2 separate regions of the Mus musculus genome follow, and region 1 is linked to region 2. A link is a contact called in public HiChIP or PLAC-seq data. All regions are on one chromosome and are shown on one strand. The core of a region is the stretch at or near the end of the contact, and the rest is flanking DNA. Distances in the headings are between cores, read along the strand shown.

Region 1 (7,477 bases), core at 4,964-7,463, 390 kb after region 2:
CACCACGTTACTCAGATATAGACCAGATTAAAAGTAAATAAAGGCAGGTTTATTAGGAGGCAGCTCTCAGGTGGGCTCACCGATCTCACGGTGGAGGTCTGTGAAGTCACACATCCAGGCTCAAGCAAGGGGGATTTTAAAGAGTTTAGGCGAGGAATGAGGACGTGCCAGCTAGGAGCTGGGATGGTGTCCATACACAGTCAAAAACTGAGCCCCTGGGTGGGCACTCTGGGTAGGCTGCCGGAAACAGGGAGATGTGCTTACATATTAGCCCGGAGTTTTCTCTAAGTAGAGGGAGGGCGGTTTGAGGGGAGGGGGCGGTGGTGCCCAGTTTATGTAGATGAGCAGAGGTGCCAGCCTAACACCTACCTCAAACTCACAGAGATCCGTCTGCCCCTGTGGAATTAAAGGCATGTGACACCGTGCCCAACAAACTTTTACCTCTCACTCATTCTTTAAAACTCATTTCCCATCACTTCTGTGACTGCGAGGCAGTGTGACTTTAACCTGCCTCTTTGGCTGGCCTATCAAGGCTGTGATTCCTAAAGAACAGGGTTGGGAGGCACTGGTAGCCTTCATTTACCCAGCACCGCACGCGCTGCCCTCCTAGGCAGCAGGAGTATGGGTGCCAGATTTCACCCTGACTGTGCATGGGGTATTGAAAATACCAACGCCCGAGAGCCATCCTGCCCACACCACACCCCAGTGGCTGAGTCCACTGGTCTCAAGGGAAGCCAGGCTTTCGCGTTCTGTCCTTGTTCTTCTGGGGTTTTGTTTTCTTAACATTTTTTTTTTCCCAATTCTTCACGGTGTTCTCCTGGAATCCACAGTGAGGCTCGCTGCCTCGGGCGAAGCTGGGGGCCACACGCACCTGCTCCGGAGGCTCCCCTGGTCTGCGCACCCGGCTCCTCCAGCTCAAGCGCAGGGCGGCGCCGCACTCCGCCCGCTGGCTCCTGGCAAAGCTGTGCGCGTGACTCGCGCTGTGCGCAGCGCCGCAGCCGGGAAGGTGGGCGCGCCCGCGGGCTTGGCGGGCCGAACCAACGCGCCTCGCGGAGGGGCCGCGCGAGGGCTGCCCAGAGCGGACCATCGGCACCACGCCTGCAGGGGGCGCCGGGCGTTACCAACGCGCGGAGCCGAGGGGAGCGGAGGGGAGAGCCGGCGTGGGCTGCCGCGCGACCCCTGGAGGCGCCGGGAGGCGCGAGACAACGCTGCCCGCGCGGAGAGACGCGGCCGAGGCGAGAAGCAAGGTAGGCGCGCCTCTCCCGAGGCTACCAGGGCCCTGGACACCCACTGCCTCCACATTGCCAGGGGTCCCTCGGGACGGGGCCTCGGCCTGCCAACCCACCCTGCCCTTCACCAGGCGTCCTGCCTGCCCGCCCCGCCCTCGCGCCTCCCCTCTACAACTCTGGTCCCTGACTCTGCTGCAGACCCTGCTGTTCGGAGGTCCAAGGAACCCTCCAGAAACCCTGCACCAGCCAGCCCTTTAGGCACCATCCTAGGTCCACCCCCAACCGTCTCCTCAAACTGTCCTCCTTCCCCCCCCCCCCCCCCGAGACGCCTGGACCGGCTCGTGCCAGCCATCGCTGAACCCACATCTGAGTCCTCACGGTGGGAGCACAGCTGCCTGTCATCTCGGGCAGTGACCTCAGTGGGTCCTCTGAGCCCTCCGTGCCTTTAGATCCCGGTCCCCAAGTTGGCCCTTGCCTAACGCCAGCTTTATTCCTCTCTCATTCTCACCTACTTTTATCTGAAGAAAACCTTTACTTCGACAGTGCCCAGTTACCACCCTCACCTGCCTCAAAGGACAAGGTGATCCAGTTGTCATAGACTAGCTGTGGATTCCCAAGGTGGCCCTGCAGATACCAAGAGGGCCATGCACTCACTGCTCATTTTTGTTTCCCCAGCCCCCCAGCACATAGTAGCACGAATTAAATACCTTATGGGCAGGTGAATGAATGAATGAATGAATGAGTCCAATTCAGGGGCTGCAGGGCAGGATAGGTGTGCCTAATTACATAAAGCTGGAAGGGGTGTCATTTGGGGGATTGGTTCAGTCTTTTGACCTAGGAATATACAAAATCCACTCATTCTTTCAGTTTCATTTGCATTAGGACTTCTATATACCTACGGTTTATGTTTTGTTTTTTTTTTTTTTTTTTTTTTTTTGAAGGCCATCTTAAGGCTGCAGAGATTCTTATTGGTTAGTTCCTTAGAGGTTACCCAGATAATCTTGAGCTTTGTCAGGGTTACAGCTCCTCTTCCGTGGAGACTAGATGCTTGCCCTGGGGACCAATTCTAGAGCCAGCCCTAGCCCTAAAGTCTGACTCTGTAGCTGGTGCTTCAGGCAGGCTGAAGAAGTGAAGAACTTTGGTTAGGGTCGGGGTTCAGGGATCTATTTATGGTCCAGGCTTTAAGGAAAGTAGGCGGTGTGGGTGGATGATGAAATAATGCTGGTAAACAGTAGCCATTCACAAGCTAGGAAGTATGATCAGGATCGTAGCATCACGAGTTCCTTCCCGAGCCACATAGAACCGACGGAAGCCTTAGTGTGGCCTCAGGGGCCTAGCACCCCTTCCTGCTGCTTGGACACTTAAAGCTTGGTTCCTTGCTGTTTTCCTCGGGTTTTTATATGCTGTTGAACGGCACTTTTGTTGTGGTTTGGTTGGTTGTTTTGTTTTGTTTTGTTTGGCCGGGTCTCACTTTGTAGTCTCACCTTGAACTCAGAGACATCCATCCACTTCTGCCTCCCAAGTGATGGGATTAAAGGTGTGGCCCACCACACCCAATTTGAGCATCACTGTTTGAAGGTAAGCCTGCCTTAGGGTATGTTTTTTCCTTGTCTGCGTCTGCTTTGATTCTCCAATCCTTTGACCAGTCTCTGTAAAATTAAACTTTGGATCACAGAAACTCAGCATGGGGAGGGACTCCTGAGCCAAATTAAGCAATTTGACTTTTTACTTTCCTTTGGTGTAATCAGTGTTTTTTTTAAAACAGAACTTTCTACTTTGTCTGGCCTAGGCTACTTGTAACCCCAGATCAGAACAGTCTAGATTATTGATTTTTCTCCTCAATCCCAAAATGTCAGAGCATTGCCAGATAAGATTGTTGCCCAGTAAAATTTGAATTTCTGTTAAACAACAGGGCCCTATAATTTTACTTGCTAAAACTGGCAACCATAGTTCATAGGGAGGCTTATGTGTTCTATTTTCCTCTCAGGGCTCTCTTGCAAATTTAGGACAACAACTCACCCTTTTCTTCCTGTCTTTCTCTTACTCATGCACAATGACTGTGCATTCTACAAAGAGTCACTTGACCAAGGAGGTCATGCAGTCCGTGCTAGGCTGAGGACAGGATCTGGGAAATGCTCTGGGTGCTCAGTGTTAAGCTTACCCAGAAGGAACCCACGCCCACAGTGGTTTGCAATATTGTTCTTCTGTCCAGTGAGTCCGTCTTACATGGGGAGCACCTTTTGGACGGCCAGGTATTAACTATGCTCTAAGACGCTGGCTTCGGGGTAGAATGGTGGGTGGTGGATTCTAACAAGAATGTAACTGATAGCATATTCTCTGTTGTACCAAAATTACTCTCTTTTTCATTATGGTAAAACTTTATATTGTTGTACAGCCAGCCATCTTCATCCATTCTTAGAACTTTCATCCTTTTACATTTTTATTTGTTTATTTATCTTTATGTGTATGGGTGTTTTGCCTGCACATATATGCACACAGGGAGCCCTAGTAGGCCAGAAGAGGGTGTCTCATGCCCCCTGGGACTGGAGTTACAGATAATTGTGAGCCAGCCTGTGGGTGCTGGGAATCGAACGGAGGTCCTATGGAAGAGCAGCCAGTGCTCTTAATCACTAAGTCCTCTCTTTAACCCTCCTTTTTTTTTTCATCTCCTAAACTGACTCTGCACCAGTGAGACTCACTCCCCACTCCCCCACCTCTCATCTCCTGGGCTCAGCGTCCCACTTCTGGCTCTGGGTTTGACTACTGTGGACGCCACACATAAGTGGAATAATATTTATCCCTCGGAATAATATTTATCCCTCTGAAACTAGATTCTTTTACCTAACATAATGTTGGCTGAGTTGCATGAGTTCTTTACATATTTAACATTAACCTGCCAATCAGATAAGTGCCTTGCTCCCATTCCCTGAGCTGGCTTTTCTTTCTTGATGGTTAATTTCTTGTTTCTTTTAGACAAGGTCTGTTTAGCCCAGGCTGGCTTTGGACTCAGTGTACAGGCCTTTTATTTCTTTGACTAAGTTTATTCCTAAGTATTTTTTTTCTTTTTGATGTTACTATATATGGAATCATTTTCTTAATTTCCATTTTGGGTTTTCATGGTTAGTGTGTAGAAACACAGCTGATTTCTCCCTCCCTGTTAATCTTGTGTCCTGCAACCTTACAGAATTTGTTCTAACTGCTTTTTGTGGGATTTTGGAGGCTTTCTGATAGCGGGATCATTTCATATGGGGATAAAGATAATTTTACTTATTCTTTAATTTGGATGTCATCTACTTATTTATTCATTGGCCTCACTTCTCAGGCTAGGCCTCCTGATAACTGGTGAATAGAGTTGGCAGAGTAAAATGTAGTTAGTCCTAACACCCAGTCCTTGTAGATTTGATGATTTGGTATCTGAGTCCTCAGTTGACACCTAGAAAAAAAAAAAAACTGGACCATTAACTAGCAGTAGAGAATTGTGGGGCTGGAGAAGTGGCCCAGCTATTAAGAGGACTTGGTGCCCTGTTGGAGGACCAGAATTCAGTTCCCAACATCCATCAGACACCCATCAAACCTTACAACCGCTTGTCGCTCCAGCTGCAGGAGTTCTGATGCTCTGTTCTTGTCCTCAGCGAACACCTGCACATACATGTGCATATACACACAGACACACTTACAGTCTTTTTTTGTTTGTTTGTTTTTTTGAGACAGGGTTACTCTGTATAGCCCTGGCTGTCCTGGAACTCACTTTGTAGACCAGGCTGGCCTCGAACTCAGAAATCCTCCTGCCTCTGCCTCCCAAGTGCTGGGATTGAAGGCGTGCACCACCATGCCTGGCTAGTCATGTAATTTTTTTAATCTTTAAAAAACAGAATTGTTGCCTGAAACCCTGTCTCGAAAAACAAACAAACAACAACAACAACAACAAAAAACAAAAACAAAAAAACTAGAATTGTCAAAGAAAAGTCACGTTATAACCTATGTAGTCTAAACAGAACAAAAATATGTAATATATTTTAGAAGGCTTTATATCCCAACAGCTAAGGCCTTTTGTTTTCTTTTATATATATGATTTAAAGATTTATTTATTTTTATTTTATGTGCATGAATGTCTTGCCTACATGTACATATGTATGCCCCATGTATGCCTGGTGCCCCTTGGAAGCTAAAAGAAGTTATAAAAGTTATACGTTGACATGTTGGTGCTAGGAACCAGGCACCTGTAGGAATGGTGCATGCTTTCAACCATGGAAATGAGAGAGGGTGTGGGGGAGAGTGATGGGTTTACCTCATGTAAATGTGTGAAATTGTCAATGACTGGTCTGACCCTCTGCCCTCTTGCTATGTAGAGCTAAACCAAAAAGCTACAGCTGGAGTCTTATGCATAGGATGGCTGAGTATGTTCCAAGGGTCCTAGAATGTTTGTTGCTATTAGTTTTGAGCCACAGTCTACTATGTAGCATGGGCTAGATTTTCTTGCCTCAGCCCCCCAAATTGCTAGGTGTACAGCAAGTACCAGGATCTGGGAAGCTGTTTCTCCCACTGAGTAATGGTCCCAACTAGCCTGAAGAGGCATGGTTGGGTTGGGAGCCTACAGCCTGTGAGTGAGCCCCACAGCTGTGCAGCAGTGGTTTGAGAGAAACATTACCAAAAACTTAGTGCGTATGTCTTAGGGTTTCACTGCTGTGAACAGACACCATGACCAAGAAACGTCTTATAAGGACAACATTTAATTGGGGCTGGCTTACAGGTTCAGAGGGTCAGTCTAGTATCTTCAAGGTGGGAGCATGGCAGCATCCAGGCAGAAAGACATGTTGCAGGCAGAGCTGAGAATTCTACATCTTCATCTGAAGGCTGCTAGTGGAAGTCTGTCTTTCAGGAAGCTAGGTTAAGGGTCTTAAGACCACACCCACAGTGACACACCTATTACAACAAGGCCACACCTCCTAATAGTGCCACTCCCTGGGTAAACAGATACAAACCATCACAGTGTACATACAGTCCTTAATTCCTAGGAAGCTCTTGGTCTGAAATCAGTGAGCTGCACAGAGCTGGCTGTTTCTCCTTTTTACTCTAAGGCCTAAACTCATTTGTCAACTTGTTTTATTTAGGCCAGAGTTAAAAAATGTTTTTCTAGTCATACTCTCTTGTTTGCAGTATGACAACTTTGAGGTTTGGAATAAAAACATATACCATTTAAATATATGTATGCATGTAGATTCTAAGAACTAGAGGGCTCTTGATTAGAGATGTTTTCCTCTAGTTTTACCTAGAAATATGCTTTCAAATTTTAAAATGAGAAAAAAAAATTCCACCTGCATCACTCCTGAAATTGCTGTTGGGGAGTGCAGCATAAGGCCTGGTGCTTACACACCTAAAACTGTGCCTAGGAAAGGGAGCTGCAGAGAGGGCTCGGCAGGGAAGAGCGCTGGCTGCTCTTCCAGAGAATGTGGACTTGGTTCCTAGCACCCATGTTGTGGTTAACAGCCATTTGAGCTCTAGTTCCCGGGATCTGAAGCTTTCGTCCAGCCTCTGCTGGCCTTGCATGCACTTGGTGCATAGACGTAAAAACACCCATATAAATAAAAAATAAAACTTGTTTTGTTTTGTTTTTCTAGACAAGGTTTCTCTGTGCACCCCCCAGCTGTCCTGGAATTCACTCTGTAGCCTAGGCTAGCCTCAAACTCTCAGAGATCCACCTTCCTCTGCCTCCCAAGTGCTGGGATTAAAGGCATGAACCATCACTGCCCGGCTTAAAACAATTTTTTTTTAATATTTATTTTATATGAGTACACCATTGCTCTCTTCAGACACACCAGAAGAGGGCATCAGATCCCATTACAGATGGTCGTGAGCCATCATGTGGTTGCTGGGATTTGAACTCAGGACCTCTGGAAGAGCAGTCAGTGCTCTTAACCACTGAGCCATCTCTCCAGCCCCAAACAAATCTTTTTTTTAACGATCCATAGGTGGGGCACTGCCTGGCTTAAAATAATTTAAAAAACAAAATCCCTAGGAAGGGCAGATGGTGTGGGTTCATGGGCCACCCTGGGAAGTGCTGCTATTCCAGTTGTAATCTCAGCCCCTTACCCTTTAGATCTCACCTGATCAGTGTAAGGGGTTTTCTTGTTTGGTTTTACTGTTATTGTTTTGTTTTGACACATGGTCTCACTATGTAGTCCTAACTGACCTGGAACTCACTATGTAGACCAGGCTGGCCCTGAATTTACAGAGATCCAACTCTCCTT
Region 2 (7,434 bases), core at 256-2,755:
CTAGCCTAGCTATTTAAAAAAAAAAAAAAGTCCTTTTAGCCAAACAACTGAGTGAATACTTCATCCCAAAGAAATGAAACCTACAACACTCAAAACACCTAATGGCCTCAAAACCTCTGGGTTTGTATATTTTCCTACACTTGCTAGTTTTTTGTTTGCTTTGTTTTTGTATGGGAAGCTCTAGTTTCTAACTAAATGGGCTGAGATGGCTAGGTTTTATTTTATGCTCTCTGAAAGATGAAGGTGGGGCTATAAGAGTCCAGAGACTCAACATAGATGCTTGGGGATAGAGATCTGTTTATTTTGAAGAGTTAAGCCAACTCTAACCTACAAGCTCTCAAAGCTAAGATACAAAGAATAAAAACAACTCGGATTCTAACTTCAGCGCCTAAAAATAAAAGAAAACCAACTCCTTTCTAGCCACCTCCGATCATAGCAAAAACAAAAATATATACACAAAGCAAAACACTAACGAAAAAAAAAGCCCCTAGTTAAAACTTCCGGGTGTTTACAACAGGTCTCCCACAGTGAAAAACTGCCATTTGAGAAGGGCATGACTTGCCCTCTCCCTAACAGCCCCTCACTACACGTAGTTCAGAAGATGCCAACTTCCCGCAGTGACACCGTCCCAGATCCACCGAGACCGGGCTGGATTCCTCAGATCTCCCTGGCCCGGCCTTCCCTAGAGTCTCAGGGCTCCTGAGGCCTTCACGTGGCCCCAAGTCCACGCCCACCGGGCCCAGTCGCGGCCTCGGGCTTGCAGTGTTTTCCCTTCTCAGGCTCAGGGTCTTCTGCGTGTGGTCGGCGACATGGCCGACCGGCGTGCCAGCGCCAAAGGTCTCCACGCAGGGAGTGTGGACCCCAAAGTCTAACTAGGCCGGGGCCGCCGCGCCGAGGGAGCTACTCAGGCGGTCGGGGCCTGCATGACACAGCACCATCTTGTCCAGGCTCCGACCCAGGCCCAGCGCGGACCCGACCTAGGGGGCGCGCGGGTGCACAGCCCGGCCTGAGGCCCTCCCTCGTCCCTGGCCTCTCCTTCCCTCTCTCTCCCTCCCGGCCTAGACTCTCCGACGCGGCCCGACCGGGCCTAGCCAGCACGGCGGGTCCCACGGTGCGCGCCCCCGCAGCCAGCGGGAGGGCGGGCGCGCGCAGACACTTACTCGGCTCCAGAGGCCATGGCGCGCGCCTCTCCCGGTCGGCGGCTGTGGCGGCCTGAGGGTAACGGCTATGAGAAAGGCAGGCGACCGACTAGGCCGGGGCTGGACTCGCTGAGGCGGAGGAGCAACAGCAGTGACAAACCCTCTGGCAGCCTCCCTCTCGCTTCCTCCCAGGGGCACCGGGGCGGCAGGCGGGCGGGCGGGAGACGCTAGCTCCTAATCCGCGAGGGGGGCAGCGACTAATCAAACGACGGCTGCAAACGCTTCACGGAGACTGAACCGAGAAAAGCCGAATCATCGGAAGGAAAGCTGCTCTAACCCCAACCAATCAGCGCCGGCCTTGGGACTCGTGCCCGCCTCTCCGTGCCTCTCCCCAGCAACCCGCAGACCGTAACCAATCAGAAAATTCGTTTGTGGCCTGGCCCCGCCTCAAGGCTGCAACACGCCTAGTAACGCCACGTCAATTGGCCGCAGCACTACGCTTCCTCGACGGATAGGGAGTCTTGACCAATCGACAAAGGCAATAGGCCATATCCTCTTTATCCCTCGGAGGAGGCCTCTCCTACTTGGCTTCAATTGATTGGCTCCTTAGTTTATAAGCAGCTGGAAGAACCTCGCACAAAGGCCTGAACCCTTATTAGTTTAGTTGGGTTGTAATAATAGCCCACATTGTTCATTTCTCGCCAATCCTAGGGATCCTCTTACTCCACCATACTAAAATCCTTCATGCTCCTTTAAAACACTGGCTCCAACCAAGGGCGTGGTTGATGGACTAGGTCTGTACTTTTAGTAGTTGGGAAGATGAGAGGCAGGAAGACTAATAGATGGAGATCAACCCAGGATACAAGACCATATCTTTAATTCTAGTCCCAAACAGTATTTCAATAAATTTTAAAAGCAATGTGGTAGTCCATGCTTTTAATGTCAGCACTTCGGAGGCAGGCAGCAACCTGTGACTTTTGAGTCAGCCTGATCTATTAAAAAAAAAAAAAAAAAAAAGAGTTCCAGCCAGCCCAGCCAGAGCTACATAGTGAGACCCCGTCTCAAAACTAATTAGATAAAATTTTTTAAAAGGTAAAATTAGCTGGGTATGGTGGTGTACATCCTAGATCCCAGTACTCCAGAGGCTAAAGGTAGATTGAAAGTTTGAAGCCAGATAATGCTGCATAACTAAACTCGAGTCAAACAAACAAACAAACAAACAAACCAAAAAACAAAAACCTAGCCCCACCTACCCCACCCCCTCTTCTTCTCTGGACCCCAGTTCTGAATCAGCACCCCAGCTCTTACTTCACCCTATTGCCCTTGCACTCTCTTGTAATCATGCAGGTTTTGCAGTTTCTCAGGCCTTGGGAGTACACACTCCTTACCATAGAGTATAAATATTATCTGGGGAGGGAGAGCACTGAGGTTCATGCAAGTCAAGGACAACTGCAGAACACTCAGAAATGCAGTCGTGCCCAAGAGCAAGAAAATCAACCAAGTGCTGTGACTTAAGGTCCTTGTGTCCCAAAAGACAATCCATTGACTTTCATTATAGTCAAAAGATGGTTGGTTGGCTCTGGTTGACTCAATTCACCCTTCACCTCCTACCCACACAGACTGACCTGAGAGATGTTTGTACAGATGGAGTTACTCTGAGAAACATCTCCCCAACCCCAACTCCATTTGTTTTAATATTTTTAAGACAGGGCCTCTCAGCCAGACGTGGTGGTGCACGCCTTTAATCCCAGCACTCAGGAGGCAGAGGCAGGCAGATTTCTGAGTTCGAGGCCAGCCTGGTCTACAGAGTGAGTTCCAGGACAGCCAGGACTACACAGAGAAACCCTGTCTCGAAAAACAAACAAAAAAAGACAGGGCCTCTCTACATAACCCTGGCTGTCCTGGAACTTACTATGTAGAGCCTGCCTCTGCCTTCCAAGTGCTGGGATTAAAGCCAGGTACCACATGTCCTCACCTCCTTAAGTATCAAGTACTACTCTTCCTTAGGAGGCCTGTCAAGATCATGCCCCAGACCTAACTTTCTTCCCTGTCACCTAGCATAGGTTCCTAGGGCTGTTGGCTGTGCTTTTAGATAACATAGCTAGAGAGAACACAGGCTGGATTCCTAGTAGCCATGTCAGGTGGTTCACAACAGCCTGCCTCTGTCCTCCAAGGGCACACACACACACATACAACTTAAAATAAGCAATTCAAAATTTTAATAGTAACTTAAGAAGGATAAATTAGTAACTTAAAACTGCTCCTCCAGAAGGATTAACATAGCCTTTCCCTCAGAAAGGCTTGTGTCTCAAGCTCTTACGGTAGATGGCAGGGTGGGAAAAGGGTAGGAATGGGGATTTTTATGAGGAACTGCAGTTTAGTCCCCAGAATCCAACCTACCAAAAAGACAATGGGAAGGAAGGGGGAGTTAGGGAGACAGGGAAGGCAGACAGAAGACGGATGTTGGAAATAGAGCATCTTAAACAGCCAATACCCAACTAGCTTGCCATGAGCCTTCCTTCCCATTCAACTATGTGTAGTAAGCAGATAAGACATAAATAGAAGATTTTACTCAACACACAAGAGAGAAAGGAAGGAAGGAAGAAAAGTGCCATGAGCAGACAGTGATTTGTTCATGGAACCACTCTGGAACTAGACTGGTAGCAAGTAGATCAAGGTTCACAGGACCAGCCTCAGGAGCAAAAGAGTTACTTAGAAACAATCAGTTCCAGCCACTCTCCAAAGAGGATAAGGCAGAAGAAAACAAAAAAAAGAAGATCTAAAACCCTCCCCAAGGAAAGAGTCCACAGAGGCCAAAGTTCAAGATCCTGGAAACAAGGAAGCTAAAGGACACAAGACTCCAACACCGAAGTCCCAAACTCCTCAAGGAAGGCTTCGCGGTTAGGGGGATGGATCCAGCTCAAACAGGTTTCTAAATACAGTGGAAGAGACCTGAAAAACAAGAACGACGATGGCTGAGAGTGAAAGACGTCAGAGTTTGCATCCTTCCTTCCTCTGCTCCTCAGCTAGGTCTCAGAAGCACAGAACTCCAGCTCCCCCTCAGCCCAAGCTAGCACTCAGCTCACCCGGCAGCGTCCTCCAGTGGCAGCTGGCTGTGGGCCTCCCGCCAAAAAGCACTGGCCTCATTCTTCCGATCCAATCTTTTCAGAGTCTGAAGCAGGTAAAAGGAGCCATCTCTATTGCCTAGAGCCCCACCCCAAGGTACAAAGACTTAGAACCTGATAGGGCCCGAGGCATCATTTTTAAAAGAAAAAAACCGGACTAAGAGAGAGAAACTATCTTCTCTACACACACACATGAAACCAGAACTAGATTATTTATAACCAACCTCCCCCAGAGGCCATTGCCTGCCTAGTACAAAGTGTTCAACTGGCCCTGGCCCTACAAAAACCATCCCCACATTGTCCAGATCTTTGTGTCTGAGGACATAGGGAGACCAGGGAGCTCTCAGAGCCTTGCAAACATACTGGTTTGTATATGCACACATGGTACCAGCTCAGTATATACAGTACAACCCTATCCCTTCCCCCTCTCTGGGAATACTGTCTTTACACTTCTGCCCAAGTACATAGCCTGTACTCGGACCTCCCATACACAGCAATGTCATTCAAGTAAACATACCTGGGCATATCTGCACACTGAGGAGGAAGTCACTTAAGGCTTTGGTATCCTGGCCACTGGCTACCCACTCCAGTCCACGACTGATCAGAGCAGCCACTCGCAGCTGTTTCAGTGCCACGTCAGACCTACACTTCTGCTCACAGTCGGAGCCTGCCCCCAGAGACCACCACCCAAGTCAGCAAGTATCTTCCCATTATCCCAGACATAGCCACCAAACCCACAGTCCCCATTCTCCTCGAGTCCTCCCCAATTTACTGTTTGTTTGTTTTTAAAGCAATGTCTCAAAACAAACAAACAAACAAAAAACCCACATAGCCCTGGTTGACTCAGAATTCACTATGTAAATCAGGATGGTCTCAAACTCAGAGATCCCCTACTGGGAGTATTGGGTTTAAAGGCATGTGCTAAGCAACATGCCTCCTCAAGTCTCCCAGGCTGATGGATTGGGGTACAATGGAAAGGGAACCCACGCACAACACTTTCAGGAGTTAAGAAAAACTGACAATTTAAGTTAGTCAGGCACAGTGGCAAACTCGTATATTGCCAGCACTTGGGGAAGAGGGGGAGGAGAATCCAAGGTCATCTTCTACTAAAGTAGTAACCTTGAGGCCATCCCGGTCTTGTCTACCTGAGACCCAGTTAAAAAAAAAAAAAAAAGAAGAAGAAGAAGAAGAAGAAAAAGAAGAAGAAGAAGAAGAAGAAGAAGAGGAGGAGGAGGAGGAGGAGGAGGAGGAGGAGGAGGAGGAGGAAAAGAAGAAGAAAAAATATGAAATCACCTTGTTCTTTGTCCTCAGGCAGGGTCCGAAAGAGCAGCTCAAGACACCTGAAGAAAGACAGAAATACAGGAATAAAGAGCCAAGCTCAGAAATGAAGGTAGTCTCTAAGAATAAAGTAAGCCAGCCCAGTCCCAGTCGGAACATCGTCCTCCGCACCTCCCCATCCTCTGCCTTCCTGGACTCACTGGCTAAATTCACTAAGTGCCTCTTTCTGAGCCTTTAGTTGTGACCAGGCCTGGCCCTGAAGCAGGTGGGTGGCAGAGACCCAGACTGGGCAACACGGCAGTTCTTTGGCTCTTTTCCTGGCATTTTCCCACAAGGAGGACATTTTGGGAAGCAGAGACGAGGTACGGTTGAGCAGCTCCTCACACACAGTCAAAGCGTCTAAGGCTCGGCCTGCCTGGATCAGTGCTGCTGCTGCCTCCAGACATAACTCTGGTATACAGGGACCTAGAGAGGAGGTGGGTGGGGAGAACTGGGGTGGGAAGAGGGTACAGTGTCTTGAAGTGGCATGAGTCACCATCCCTGAGCTCTTTACCCATGGCCCCAGTATCAAGCAGAGAGAACTGGTTCCCCAGCGAGACCAAGTAAGGGGGCAGGGGTGAGCCCAACCCTCCCACCTCAGGGCCCAGAACCTTAGACACACACCTACCCTTGTCTCTGAGCCACCCAGCAACATTGCCAGCAGGTCCAGGTAATGCTCTGCAGCATCTTCTGCCCTGGAGAGTCAGTCAGTCTGTGAGCTTCAAGGGCCCTGGCTCCCCAAAAATGTTCCAGTGAGAATATTCTCGTGGCTAATGGAGGGATGCCTGAGCTCTGAGGTGTAAAGTGGAGAGCAAGGTTTAAGAGCTCCAACCTTGGCTCAGTACAGATCTTATTCCATTTCAGGATGGATGGGGAAGGACACTTCCACATTTCAAAGCAAAGAGACTCCATTTCAGGTCCCGCTGTAAGGCAGGAGGCTAAGAGTGGAGACCTGTGTCTTGCCAATGCTTTATTCACAGGGATAAGCAGTCATACTAGAGAAAGATGGGGGCTGGGACATGGCTAGCTATATAAAGTGCTTGTTATGCAACCATGATGACCTGAGTTTACAGCTCCAGTACCTTTGTAAAAACCCAAGTACACAGGTTTTTTTTTTTTGTTTTTTGTTTTTTGCTTGGTTGGTTGGTTGGCCTTTGGTTTTTGGAGACAGGGTTTCTCTCTGTAGCCCTGGCTGTCCTGGAACTCGCTTTGTAAACCAGGCTGGCCTCCAACTCAGAGATCAGCCTGTCTCTTGTCTCCCAAGCACTGGGATTAAAGGTGTGCACTAACACCACCACTAGTGGGCAGCAATACACTCTAATTAAAAAAAAAAAAAAGGGTTGGTTTACTCTAACTGTCTTGTTTACTGACACTCCAGAAGAGGGCACCAAATCCCTTTACAGATGAGACACCATGTAGTTGATGGGACTTGAACTCAGGACCTCTGGAAGACTAATCAGTGCTCTCAACTGCTGAGCCATCTCTCCGGACCTAAGTAATACACATTTTTAAACACAACATTTGGGGTGAGGGAGGAGTCAGAGTCAGGCAAATCACAAGGTTTCAGGGGCCAGCCAGTCTAGCCAAAACTACAGTACTCCAGGTTCACCGCAAGACCCTGTCTCAAAAAAATACAGTAGACAGCAGCAGAAGAAGACACCTAATGTTGACCTCTGGCTTCTACACACCCCAAAATAGCAGAATGGGAGGTTCCTCCTGACCCCTACACACACACACACACACACACACACACACACACACACACACACCACATATGCCAAAAATACATAAAATTTTAGAGAGTGAGAAAGAACCACATGTCCAGTGAAAGCATCAGAAGTAGGAAGAGAGGC

Evidence for each region. HiChIP or PLAC-seq counts read pairs in DNA pulled down with a chosen protein or histone mark.
Region 1: a contact with region 2 is called in an HNF4G HiChIP or PLAC-seq map of pancreatic cancer cells. The contact joins the enhancer-like site here to the promoter of Vcp in region 2. A contact is called at or near these places in 2 of 39 promoter capture datasets (cranial neural crest and neural stem cells), 6 of 115 datasets of contacts at active chromatin or transcription factors (the NIH/3T3 cell line, bone marrow-derived dendritic cells, bone marrow-derived macrophages and 2 more) and 2 of 9 other capture datasets (adipose tissue and liver).

The regions. Positions count from the first base shown.
Region 1 is chr4:43,380,953-43,388,429 of GRCm38.p6, forward strand. Gm46850 (a long non-coding RNA gene) reads right to left here and starts at 1,031. Exons shown (of 3, transcript XR_001784271.2): 1 at 872-1,031. It also overlaps a transcript of Rusc2 not described here. Within about 2 kb of position 6,214, at least 10 of the 459 cell types and tissues checked have an H3K27ac peak or open chromatin away from gene starts, as enhancers often do. A contact at or near this core is called in pancreatic cancer cells, where this site is marked.
Region 2 is chr4:42,999,002-43,006,435 of GRCm38.p6, forward strand. It overlaps Vcp (valosin containing protein), which reads right to left and starts at 1,506. Exons shown (of 17, transcript NM_009503.4): 1 at 1,161-1,506. The coding sequence starts at 1,177. Fancg (Fanconi anemia, complementation group G) reads right to left here. Exons shown (of 14, transcript NM_053081.2): 9 at 6,210-6,276; 10 at 5,743-6,032; 11 at 5,558-5,604; 12 at 4,782-4,931; 13 at 4,226-4,343; 14 at 3,336-4,091. The coding sequence ends at 3,983.